Regions from separate parts of the Drosophila melanogaster genome. Here region 2 is linked to region 1. The links are chromatin contacts, called in public Hi-C maps. All regions are on one chromosome and are shown on one strand. Each heading gives the region's core, a stretch centred on a gene start, on an enhancer-like site or on the middle of the called end of the contact. The rest is flanking DNA. Distances are from core to core; before and after follow the strand shown.

Evidence for each region. Hi-C and Micro-C count contacts between places; a contact is called where the count stands out from the background.
Region 2: a contact with region 1 is called in a Hi-C map of the Kc167 cell line, with 1.5 times the contacts expected there. The contact joins the promoter of kek5 here to the promoter of CG8028 in region 1. A contact is called at or near these places in 6 of 107 Hi-C or Micro-C datasets (the Kc167 cell line, cellular blastoderm embryo, embryo and 2 more) and 1 of 6 datasets of contacts at active chromatin or transcription factors (the S2 cell line).

The regions. Positions count from the first base shown.
Region 1 is chrX:19,277,117-19,283,698 of dm6, reverse strand. It overlaps CG8028, which reads left to right and starts at 3,350. Exons shown (of 5, transcript NM_001103561.2): 1 at 3,350-3,526; 2 at 3,712-4,725; 3 at 5,722-5,866; 4 at 5,935-6,055; 5 at 6,135-6,523. The coding sequence starts at 3,377. The coding sequence ends at 6,396. It overlaps CG8034, which reads left to right. Exons shown (of 4, transcript NM_133148.5): 2 at 1-342; 3 at 506-697; 4 at 764-2,467. The coding sequence ends at 972.
Region 2 is chrX:19,348,328-19,355,102 of dm6, reverse strand. kek5 (kekkon 5) reads right to left here and starts at 1,922. Exons shown (of 5, transcript NM_001258817.2): 1 at 1,450-1,922. nAChRalpha7 (nicotinic Acetylcholine Receptor alpha7) reads left to right here and starts at 6,656. Exons shown (of 16, transcript NM_167645.4): 1 at 6,656-6,775.

The DNA of each region.
Region 1 (6,582 bases), core at 2,101-4,600:
CCGCCCTCGACGAGGAGGCCAAGAAGAAGGCCAAGAAGCCGGGCTTCTGGCGCCGGTTTGCCGATCTGCTGGACATTGATATGCTTAAGGATAAGATGTTTCTCAATCTGCTCTTCGGTCTCTCCATCTTCTATGTGGCCGAGATGAACTTCAAGATGGTCACGCCGTTCTTCTTTGCCAATCTGGGCTACCAGAAGACGGACGTCGCCTTTTGCCTCTCGATTACGGCCATTACGGATATCGCCGCTCGTATTGTCCTGCCGCCGATATTCGATCGTACCACAATCAAGAAGCGCACCATTTTCCTCGTGTCCATCATCTTTGTTGCCCTGACCCGTTCAAGTGAGTAGTTGCGTCATCCGGGAGTAGAAATATTCAAGTGGCACGCACCATTCAAAGCTACTTGAGTATTTGAAAAAAATGTTCAATTTCATTCAGATAACAGCTGCTTAATGCTTGATGATGATTTTGATTGGAATTTCTAACACACGATTGTGCTTTGCAGTTATGGCTGAGCAAACGGAGTGGACCCAGTTGATGATTTGGCTTTCGATCTGCGGTTTCTTCCGTGGATCCGCACTGAGCAACTTCACCCTAACCGTATCCGAATATTGCTCACTGGAGAAGCTGCCCTCGGCATTCGGCTGGCATCTGGTGGGCAAAGCCCTATTTGTGATCACATTCGGACCGCTCATTGGTATGGAAATCGAACGATCTTTGGCCCAGAATACCCAGTTAACATAGACAATTTTGCCCATTTCAGGTCTCATTCGGGATGTGACCGACAGCTATCCGATTTGCATACACACCCAGAGCGTTTGCATAATGATTTGTGCCACTGCCTGGGGCATCGAGTATCTGGTTGAGTACATTCAGTCGCGACGTCGCACCGCCGATGCCGCCCAGTTGCCAACCCAAGATGTGGGAGCCACGACGACAGCGACGTCGGACCAGAACGATGTGAAGCTGTAAGCTGTAAGCCGGTGGCAGGAGGCAATGGACACGAGATGAGATGGACCAGAGAGATCTACTTTAAGGAAGACAGTACAGCGAGTACGAGTGCCCAACTATAAATATACTTAAGAGGTTCCTGCACAATGGAAGGATAAGACTACGTTTGATCCTCGAGTGTGGAGGCCTAATACCCCAAAATGTATTAAAACTCAACATAGTTAAGACATTTTTTTCGTTTGCGCTCTTTTTTTTTTTTTTTCTTGCAATATGCTTAGTGAGACTTAAGATCTTGGAGAGACATAATCACACACACACACACACACTCCATACCCAACGTGTAACCATAACTATTAACTATATGATTAAGATGAATTTTTGTCAGTTTTAGTTGTATGAACACATCTCTTAAGTGTAACCAACCCAGTGGGGGTGTGTGGCCCACGCAGAAGGCCCACAAAAACCACAACAAAGTGCGTTTACATTTTAATGTTAGAATCAAGGTAACCCAAATTGATTCAGTTAAGTTCCCAACTTTCTAATTATTATCATTATTATTATTCGAGCCGTTCCCTTTCGCAAGCGTTTCGCCTTGAATTGTTCTCCGATTTGCTTCTTAGTGAACTTGTATGTGATAGTTCAAAGATAGTTCTTAATTTAGAAGTTAATCACTACTTATAGAAATACTGATATCTGCATCTGAAGATACATCGATGTGACAGGAAGATGAGGAAGGAGTGTTGAAAATTGATCGGCTTTAAAATGTACCTAAGGAGCGAAGTTAAGCAGCGACAAAACAATTAAACTATACAAATAATAAATAAAACACTATATATCATTTATCCTACGTTCAATATGAAAACTACTTTGGCATGTTAAATGAATTGACGAAATATGGAAGAACAGTCCGCCAGAGAAGCTTTTCCTCAATTTTAAAGGCGATGAGACTCTGTTTCTATTCTATTCAACGAAATGCCACAATACATATATATATATATATATATATACAATTGATGAAGAATACTTGGAGAGGACTAAACAAAGTCGAAATTGAAATCGAAATCGAAATGAAGGGATGATGTCGTGTATGTTTGGTCCAAAAATATTAAAATATTAATAAGTAAGATCTATGTGCATTGTTTAATGAAATAACTAAGCCCAACCGATAAGCAATAAATGCAAACGAATCCACGACAAATCGTGGAAAAAGACCAAGTTAACTCAATGTAGCAAACTTTTGGGCTCGGCGCGGAATGCTACACTGAGAACTAAACTAGCCGATGCCCAGATGACGACATTCGGATATTCTATATACACAAATTACTACTAGATTAAGTATATTTTGGGTACTTAAATTTATCATGGATTATACATATATATATATGTATATATATATAAATATATATATTTTTGTCGAATTAGTAAAACAGTAAGGAGCGTTTTTGATACAAGCGTTTGAAGCGAACTTTTGGAAATGTATTGCCCGATATTGTAGCCCTACTAAATAATATATTATAATAATAATATATATATGAATATGTGTGTATATTAAATTGGTAAAATAAAGCGATGAAAAGTATGCATTTTTGCGAATAATATTTCCTGGAACTGCACAGGCTGGAAAAGTTAACAAATTCCAACAGATTAGATCTTAGAAATCTTAGAAATAAAAAAAGGCGTGCGGCTTAGCCTTCTTTAAAATAGATAAATAAATGGGTATAGATGAGTAACTGAAGGAAAAGTGCAAGGTTTTTAAAATCATTTGGGAACTCAAACATCCGGTTAAGTTACACCCAACCCCATAATCGCCATCATTTAGTGCGAAGTTTATGCGTTTATAGTATCGAGTTGAGCAAAACTCACCGTCTGCGTGTAAACAAATGTAATGCGTGAAGAATAAATTTAAGTTTGTATAAATTAAGCAGTAGATATCTCGCAGGAGGGTGTGGTATGCGACGACCCACGAGGACTGTTGTAAATCTAGTGACAAACCTGTCCGTAGCACTAGGTCTGGAAATTCTTATCAGCGTAGGAGTCGGGCCAACTTGTTCTCGATAAAGACCCCAAATGATGCTCCAAAAATTGTTTTGTTATTCGCAAATGTACCATTACCATTACAACACGGAATTTGGAATTCGGGGGCGTGGTAGTAGGGCGTAGACAACCCACCCACCCGATCTCTCGTCTATTTACACTAGCGGAAATGCTTGAAAATCACGACGGGGGCCGGCACCGCAGGGAAATTTGTAAACTGTATGCGAGTATCTGGGCTAATCTTATCGGGAAAGCCATATTATGTATGAACCTTTGTCATAAGAAGCTTAGCTTGGCCATAAAGTCCCGAGGTGCGATAAGCGGATAATCGAGGAGGCTGCTACTGGTAGCGCCGACTTATATGATGGGATTGATATACGCACACGGACGGATGCCTCAGACTGGGATCGTCTGGTTGACGATCGAGCACCGACTCCAGTCGCGCCCAGCATACCAGATGAAGAAGTCGAAATCCTACACACTGGAGGCACCCGATGGCGGCTGGGGAATCCTCGTCTGCATTGGCATGGCCCTGCCTTTTGTAAGTACTAACGCAGGGAACTCAATCGGCCAAGAAATGCAAAGTCAGTGGGTATCGAGGTGGTTCTTAAGTGAATGGAAAATAGTTTAAATAAAATTCAGAGTAAACTTTTTTTTTCTAGAACTAATGATATAATGGCATAAATAAAGAACGCAATTAGCATAAATTCAAACGATTACTTACAGACAAGTGCCCTTGCGGCTTTGCCATCGTTTGGCCTGGTCTTCGGCGAGTTCCTGAAGAGCATTGGAGCGGAGACGAGTGCCATGGCCATCATAACGAGTGCCTTCTTCTCGTCGATGAGCTTCGCCGGCCTGTTCTCCGGCTCCCTGTTCCAGCGCTTTGGAATGCGGCAGGTGGGCGTCACTGGCGGCATCTTGTACTTCCTGGGCACTGGAATGCAGTTGTTCGCCACCTCCACGCTACACCTGATCATGGCCTTTAGCGTCGTTCAGGGATTCGCCTTCGGGCTGATGGTGCCCACCTGCTATACGACATTCAACCATTATTTTGTCAAGAACCGCGTGATGTGGATGAGCTTTGCCCAGACACTGATTGGCTTGGGCTCCATGCTATATCCGATTGTCATGCAGAAGTTGATGTCATGGTACGGCTTCCGCGGTTGCCTGCTCATCCTCACGGGACTGAATGCTCATGCGGTGTTCGGGATGCTGGTCATGCACCCAGTGGAGTGGCACATGCGTCGCGTGCCCATCCAGCCCGAGGAGCAGGAGGAACTCAAGGAGTTGAGCCCAACGGTGGTGATTAGAGTGCAGCCGGAAACACCGCTTAAGGCTACCAGAGAGGAGCCCAACTTTCATACCGCTGATCCAGGAGCGCGAAAGCTCTCCCACGCCGAGGAGCAAATGCTGAAGGTTCTGTCCAGTCGGGCCTCGAGCATCACCAGCCTGGGCAATTGGTCCGGACCCGTGGTGGTCAGTGACGCCTCGCCCCAGATGATGCACAGCCTGCAGACCTCACGGCGTCCGAGCACGATTGCCGGTGCATCAGGTGCAGTAGCTCCAGCCCACGCTACCAAAAAGAGCTGGGTGCGCACCATCGTCGACTTCCTCGATCTCACGCTGCTGAAGAAGCCCATTTTCGTTAACATCGTGCTGGGCATCACCTTTGCCCTCTACTCCGACATCACCTTCTTCACCATGCAGCCAGTCTACCTATTTGAGCTGGGATACAGCAGGGTGAGTCATTACCACAATATCCACAGTTAAGGGCTGGAGCAGTAGGCTTACCGTAGTTTACACTAAACTTGCTAGCTCTATTGAAAGAAATGTAGATGTGGTGGGTTGATTGAAAAATTACATAAAAATTGTATGCATATATGTTAGCAAAGTAGAATAGACACCATATTTATGTGTAATTAACATAAATTTTCGCAATCTTTCCATATGTACTTTTTACTTTTCGTATCCCTAATCATATCCCTAATCTTGATAACCTTATTCAAAATTTCTTTGAGAAACCAGTTCAAACTGAATTGAAATTATATCACGTGGTATAGATCGTATATCTAAAGTCACCTTGAACAATCTCTAAAGCAGTCGACTTGCTGCTTGTCAAGCAGTTTACTACTTGCCAAGCAATATCTACGATGCTTGCATATAATCATATCTTGCAAAGTAAGGGGTATCTAATAGTCGCGGAACCCGACACCCGTTGCTGATTTAATTGAATTTTTGTTCTTGTGAATTATATACAAATAGATTTCTTTTAGGTATCACAAAATGCCAAAATTTACTTGCGAAAACGCAGTTTCAATAATAATTACTAACTTTTAACGCACACCAAACTTAACACTTTGAGCGATCATATAAGCAACTGATAAATCTGAAATCGATAACAAAAATTAAGTTATATGAGATTTAGAAGCAACTTAAAAGAATAAAAAACGTTCACAAAAAAAGGCAGAAACGAACGCGACGCCATTTTGAATTATTCGAATTCACTTTGTCCGCTTTCGCCGTTAAAAAACGGCTAATCGGAAACAGTATTTTACAGATTAAAAAAAAAAAATTAAAAACCTTGTAAAAGAAAAACATAAAAATAACATAAGCTTACCGTAAGAATATATAAACGATTTCTAAGTGGTTTTCCCAGTCTGATTATTGCGATTACCAGGTTATTTCCAGTTCTTTCAGTAACTTCTACATCCCATAAATAATATTGTTTTTTTTCAGCCCGACACGGCCACCATTATCGCCATTGGAGCGGCCGCAGACTTGGCATCTCGTATTTTCCTGGCCATCACCGCCGTGTGCATCCAGGTTCCTTCGAGATACATTTATTTGGCCGGAGCCGTTTTCACCGTCTTTGCGAGATTCGGTAGGCGAACCCTTCCTTGGGCTCCAAGAACTCCCTTCCTCCCACTAATCTCACTCATTTTCCCACAGCCTTCAACGGAATCACACAGTTTGTGGGCATGGCCTGCATCACGGCGGTCATTGGATTTCTGCGCACCTGGCTCCACGTTCCACTGCCTCTGGTCTTTGCCGACTACTTGCCCAAGGAAAGGTGGGTTCTTTTGGCAAGCTTATAGCATTTATCACAAAATTATAATATATATTCCTCATATATTTCCATCTCGTTTAAGGTTCGCCACTGGCTATGGCCTTTTCATGTTCATCCAAGGCAATGCCATGTTCCTCATCGGTCCCATTGTTGGGTTTATTCGGGACAAGACCAGGGATTACATTTTCGTCTTTCACATCCTAAACGGCTTCATGATCCTGTGCGCCGCTCCTTGGGTCCTCGAAGTGCTGATCGTCAAGTTTCGGAGGCGTAACAAAATCGAACGCAACAACGTTGATCACGAGGATGTTGATAACCAGGGACGTAGTGCAATGGTCCAATAAAAAAAACTCTACCACCCCCCCCCCCCCTTCCTTTTTTTTTAACAAAACATATCGTGAATTATTGAGGTAATTTAGGTACAATTACGAGAAGTATTAAGCAAATAAAACCAAAACATGTTTTTAGATGGGAAATTAAATTGTCAAAAGTATCATTTGCGATAAAGAAAAAAACAGCTTGTTCTTAAA
Region 2 (6,775 bases), core at 673-3,172, 73 kb before region 1:
GTCCCAAGGATAAATTCATGAAAACAAAAAGTGCTCCGCCAAAAACACCAACTCACACACACACACACACACACACGCACCTACATACCTACCAATAATACCAAGGTAATAGCACCCGCAGAAACACACGCACACTTCGACAGTACCACTGGCGGCTAACTGTACTGCATGGACAAACACACAAAAAAGCGAACAAGAAAGTAAGCCGAAACTTACATACCCTTGCAGTAATAATACAAAACACCTGTATACCGAGCAATACTTCATGATTAAGAACCGATGATTATTTTATCACTTTCAGTTAATTTTCTTATTTTTCCTATGACAGCTATGTACATGATGCAATAGCTATAAAACTGAGACTTTTTTTTATGGAAATGGACAGACAAACGGACAGGTGGACCGTTAATTAGACTCTAAATACTGATCATGATATTCCGATATACCGAATTTAATGTGCCATCTGCAAGGGTATATAACCTGAAATAAGAACAGAGAAAAAGTTAAGTTTCTCTTCTGTTCGCTGTCTTCTAATTTCTGTTCGTGCTTTTGTTCTTCCCTTACTGGTTTGTTTTGTTTTGTTTTGTTCTGCGTTTGTTTGTTTGTTTTTCTTTCTTTCTTAATTTTTGGCAACGTCAATTACACGCGAAACTTCTTGCCTGAGTGCTTAACCCTTGGCAGGGCGCGCAGGTAGTGAGCGCTCTCGTATTAACCCTACAGCGCTCACGCACACACGCGTGAAATATGCAGAATATATGGTTGCAAATTAAATATCATATTGCATATTAGCCACCAATTTGCAACGGGATCAGTGTATTCTGGCTAAACGAATTAAGTTAGTTCAGTGGGGAAAACAGCGATCTCCGTGCGGATGGTTCGTTACTTCAGTTTTTGGGGGTTAATGGCTTTTAAACTGCAGACTGCACTTTACGTACATACGTACATATATACCTAAATATATATGTTTATATATACATATGTAATATGTATGTTTTCTTCATTTCTTTGCCTTTCCCTTATTTTCCTGCCTTCGGAAACGCAAATGATGCAGTTTGTTTGATTCATTTGACATTACAATTGCTGCAGCTGCACGTTGTTGTTCTCGTTTTGTTGTTGCTGCTGCTTCTGGCGATGCTGCATTTTGCTTCAGTTTCAGTTTTTCATGTTTTTCCAAGCACAAACCACGCTGCAGTCGCTGCTGTTGTCGTTGTTGTTGTTGTTATCATTGCTGCTTCTGTTGTTTTGCAGGTAAGTCGAAGATGAGTGTTGAACCGGTTCAACGGGTACACACGACTACCATTGAAAGAAGCCACATACGTACATGAAGACAGACACACACACTCTCACACACGGGCAGCACTTACACTCTCCCTCCCGCTCGCTCGCTCTATCTCTCCCACTCGCACTCTATGCACTTATTTTAACTCTTTATCTCTCCACTCTCTTTACCACGCTTTGTGTTGATCCGCTCTCCGCTCCGTTATTTACTCCACGGCGTGACTTTTCCAAATATAATCACCTTTTGGCTTTAGCTGCTTGTGAGGGGGTTGAAGTGGTGTGTGGGTGGGGGGGGCTTGTTGTTGTTTTCGTTTAAGGGGTATCACTTGCAAGTAACCGAAAAAAAAGTGTGAGTAATGCACTCCGGGACAGCCGCAACAGCCGCGTGTTTGGCGGCGTTCGAAAAAAAAAGCAAACACACACACACTAGCCGCCACTCAACTCAAGTGAACTCCACGCGACGCGAGGCGAGTCGAGACGACTTTTCGTGTTTCGTTAACCGCGACTGTCCATTCAATTGGCGGCAACAACTGACTGCTTCGCGCACTCGAGTACGTACATATGTGTATGTGGGTGGGCGATGCGCTCGACGTTTCACTCTAGCAACAACCTACGCGACCGGCGTTTGCAACAACACTGCGACGCACATCTGTTCGAGAGCAGGCCGCTCGAGCCGCATCGAACCGAGTCGCAGCGAACCGAACCGAACTAAGCCGAGCCGTCATGCAACATGTTCGACTGGAACGTCAGCTGAGGGGTTGCAACAGCAACAAAGCACTGAAACAAAACGTGTGTAACGAATTATAAAATCAAATTTACGGCGATTTTTCACTTAATGAATGTATACAAAAACAAAAAAAATTAAAATCAATAATTTTTTTTCAATAAAAAAAAATAATTTTAGTTATCACCATAATCAAATCAAACAAAACCATGGTACGAAAGTCGTGACAATTTTACCCTTAACGATTCTGATGCCAATGAAATGTGTTTTTTTTTTTTTGTCTTATTGTACAGCTAGGATGTTGAGATTAAGCATACATGTTCTATACATAAACATAGACGCAGAGCCAGTTTGTTGACCCATTTTGCCACGCCCACTCTAACGCTCACAAGCCGCCAAAAACTACCCAAGCAATTTTTAAATAGTTTCTTATTTCATTCCCCAATAATATCTACCTAAGAAAAATGTTAAAATTTCGCGTTCGCATTTCCATTAGCCAAGTAACCGATATACTCGACTATAGATTCTCCCTTCTCAAGAACAGAGCTCAGTACAAAATATATACATATGTATTCAAAAAATCAGTTGAACACAAAATAAGAATTTCAGCTCCATCGCGAACGTTAGAAACTGAATGAATTCATCAGCCAGTTGACAGAAGTTTGATTTTAAGACCTCTGATCGTCGAACAAAATGGAAAGGAGCTGCTGCTTGGTAGTGCAATTCATTTTAAAATTTCAGCGGCTAGCATCATTAATTACGTCACCGGCGAAAAAAGAAGGAAAGTGAAGCGTTCTCTGTGCCCCTGAATAACTGCGAAGAATTAAGTACGTCAGTAAGGGGAGAGCATACACGCGCCCATGTGTGGAGCCAGCCAGATACACTGCGAGAAACGAGTGGCAATTCCAATCCAATACATAAATATGTAAGGTTCCCTTTACATAAAATTAAATAGTAAGGTATCATGGGAAACCAGTACACATTGATAATAGCATAAGAGCAATGGCATTATTACTACATTTCAATGAAAGATACTTTAAATTGCTTAATTTTGGAAGTTTTCGATGTTTGTTATTATGCCTTAATATTAATATAGCTTTATTTCCTATTTATTTATAAGAGATACCAGAAAGTGAAGCTAATTTTTTATTAGACCTGAAGATTTAAGAGGCATACGCAGCGCAAGTTAGTTGTCAAGTAATGTTGGCACCTCCACTTTAACGCCCACAAATCGCTCAAATCTGCCACGCCTACACTTCTTGAAAATGTTTTGAAATGTAAAAGTCGACAACTAATTATGGACACCCTAATTTTAAATTTGGTTAATTTGATTTCTAATTAAAAAAATTTAAACAAGCAAAGTAAATCTTTTACAGAAAAAATACTGGTTTTTTTATTTATTTAAAAAACGCATCTTTTGTTATAGGGAAATAGAAGTGTTGGCGAGCAATCGATTTTTTCGCCAATTGATTGTGTAAGTTTTAAAATAAAAGATGTATATTTTTTTGATTTGAAATGCAGAAACTAAATGAAATGCTGCTCGATCATGATAGGTTACAATTGGTATTGCAGCATTTTGAAATGTACAGTAGACTAAACACAGATGGACGCCAAATTAATTATGACAAATTATGCTATAAACTGGGCACATAAGCACCAAATCAAGCTAGGATCATAAAAATAGAACACACATTTCATGAGAACAAGGTAACCATCTTCTATGTTCGTTTTATTTAATATTCTTTTATATCCTTCCTATCTAGGACTTACATATATTTTCATTTGGTGAGTAAACATTTCAACAACTGCGAACATATAAAACACAAGAATAACACACTCCACTTACAATATTTTACGTTTTCTCTATTTTAGTTGGTTAAATGTTTAAAATTGTTTTGTTTTTTGCTTTTATTTAAAGATCGACTCTATTCAGGCATAATAACTTATATAGTTTTAGAGAATATTCAATGAATATTTCCTCCAAAAGGAAAAAGACATTGACACCAATGATGTGGAATCTTCTATTCTGTATCTTCTATTCTGTATCTGTATCTGTAAATGAAGAACTAAAACCATATGAAAATATGAACATCTTGCTGAAGGAGCAGCTGACTCAGTTGAGTTGGTGAGCTAGCTTTAGATTTTAGATTGATTAATGAACATGAACTTTAACAATAAGTTGCTCTTAATGGCGACTCCGATGAACCCAAACGGAGGACTCCTTGAAGCGCACCATCAGCCAGGTGGCGTTGCAGGCGACGGAGGAGGAGCCAACTAAAGTGACTGGTGACTAAAGTAGCCAGGCTCATCACCATTTCCAGCTGGCCCTGCAGTTGGATGTGCTAGTTGGATGCAGGTTTCCCCATTTCGGTCGACTTCGGTCACTATCACCATCATCATCTTCCTTGCTTGGAAAAGTTGTACGAGATCGATTTGGACAACTATGCGGCTGAGGAGTTTGCGGATCTATCTGGAGAGCACTGCCAAGTGCGCATTTCTCGGCAGGAGTACGTGTACCTGGCGAATATGGATTTGAACTGGGTCCATCCATCCACTGGACATGTCTATCGGGAGCCATTGCCCAGGCTTTATTACCCAGCTTATATTCCCAAGAAGGATGCCCAATTGGCTTGATAAATTTTAAGTTTTGGGTAATATAATTAAAATATATAATTGAAAGGTGTAACTTATAACCTACAATATTTATGTATTTGCATTCATCTGAGAGTCAAGCTTTTCAGTCCAAACTGTGGACACTGATGACGTTCTCATTGCAACATCCGCTGATGATGCCGCAGTTCTAGTCAGAAACCCCTTTCCACAGGAGTATGTTTGTTGCTTTGAAAAATTGACGCAGGATTGGAACAAACAGGAATAAACAGTAGCAAATGAGCAAAGTTTATGTTTTCGATCAGACCTGGAATATATACGCATCTTGGATCCGTGCTGGAGCATAAGTCGTATGGAAAATATCTTGGGATTATCTATACTTTGGCTATGTTGTCAAAAGTTGCGAAAATATCGTGGCTCCTGTCTCCTAGTATCAAGCTCTCCTTAAAAAGCAAGTTGGCTATATATAAAACCATCCTCAAACCGATTTGAAGATATGGCTTTCAAGTTTATGGAGTTGCTGCTAAATTGCACCATAAAGAAAATCCGTACAGCTCAGAGTAAAATACTGAGAACAATGTGCAATGCTTCTTGGTACATACATACATGCGTTTCTAGATGCATAGAAAGTGGATCTGGATCAACTAGAATCCTGTCGTAAAAAATATATCCCAATTCCCAGTATTAGTTGTCAATCAATATTTAAATGTACGAAACATTTATCTTAGTAAGTAATCAAAAATTGTTAACGTTGTGTCTAATACTAATATAATATTACTTATTTCTATTTCTTAAACATATAAGTGTTTAGGCTGCCTGAAGGTAGTTTTTAAAATAAAAATAACAATAAAAAAAGAGTTAAGCCTAAATTAATATAAGCTACTTTCTATAGTCTAAGCTTATTTAGGAAAAGTTTAGGGCTTCTAAAGTTCTTAATGATGTGAAATATGAAATGTAGCTTGTTCTCACAACCAAATTTAGGTTTGAAACGGAAAATGATTTTGGTTTTCATATTGGAGTATATTTTAAAAGCGAACTGAGCTTTTAAAGTATACCCCCGTAAAGAAAGTTTAAAGCTCAAGCTTCTTAAGATTATTTCCATAGGGACACTTTCATATTCAGGACACTTTGGGACATAACTTTCCATAAAAACCTTAGGTTATGGAAACTAGGGGTGAATATGTGGTTTATGGCATAACGTTATGTTTATGGAATAACGTTATATTTATGGCATAACGTTATACACAAAAAACGATGTGGAGCAAAAGCCAACTTGCAATATGAAAAAGCTTTTAGGGGTAAAAAGTCTAGTGGATCCTGTGTTAACATGTGGATATTATGTTGTGGATTGCTGTCAACTAAACTGGGTATAACAGCTTTCAGGGGTGGAAACTCTTTTGCGATACATACAAAAAAAAAACCATTAATTATAGTGGCATAAAATCGAACAAGTACAATTTTCAATGATTTGCGGTCATTGTTGTAGTTTTATGCATTATGTTTAATGTTTAACCCTCCGAATTTGTTACATATTTATCTACACAATTTTTGCATTTTTTATGTTTCTTGTATGATATCATACATTTTTTTTTGCCACGTGTACCGTACGACACATGAATGATGTTAAATCCTTGTGTCACAAAATGCGCTACCTGATTTCCGTCTAAAGTGATTGATTACTTGACTGATTGCATGAATTATTTTCATTTTAATTAAGGATATACAATCGTTTTGAAGCTTGAAAAGCATCGCATTCTATATTTTTTCATATCCGGCATAAGTAAATTGCCATTGGGGGGAGCACCACGTGGCGTCCAGTTCAGTGCATTCGTAACATGCATCAAAACAGCAAGGATGTTGAGTGGCAGTGTGCCACCGAATTTGTTTACTTTTCACAACATTCCGGCTAGGCGTGTGCGCTGCTAACAGCAGGAGCCAACACAGTCGAAGGACACGAAGGACACCCGATGTGGCTATGTTATGCTCTCGTTTAAGGTCACAGCACCGACACGATATCCATTGGCCACGTGTCGCGGACTCCGGCTCAGTTGCAGTTGGAAAGTCGAGCCCGCTCCTCGTGGCCACTGTCTACTTTCTCGGCTTTCTCGGCATTCTCGGCATTCTTGGCTTTCTCGGCAATGCTGTTGTGTTAGTTTGGACTGT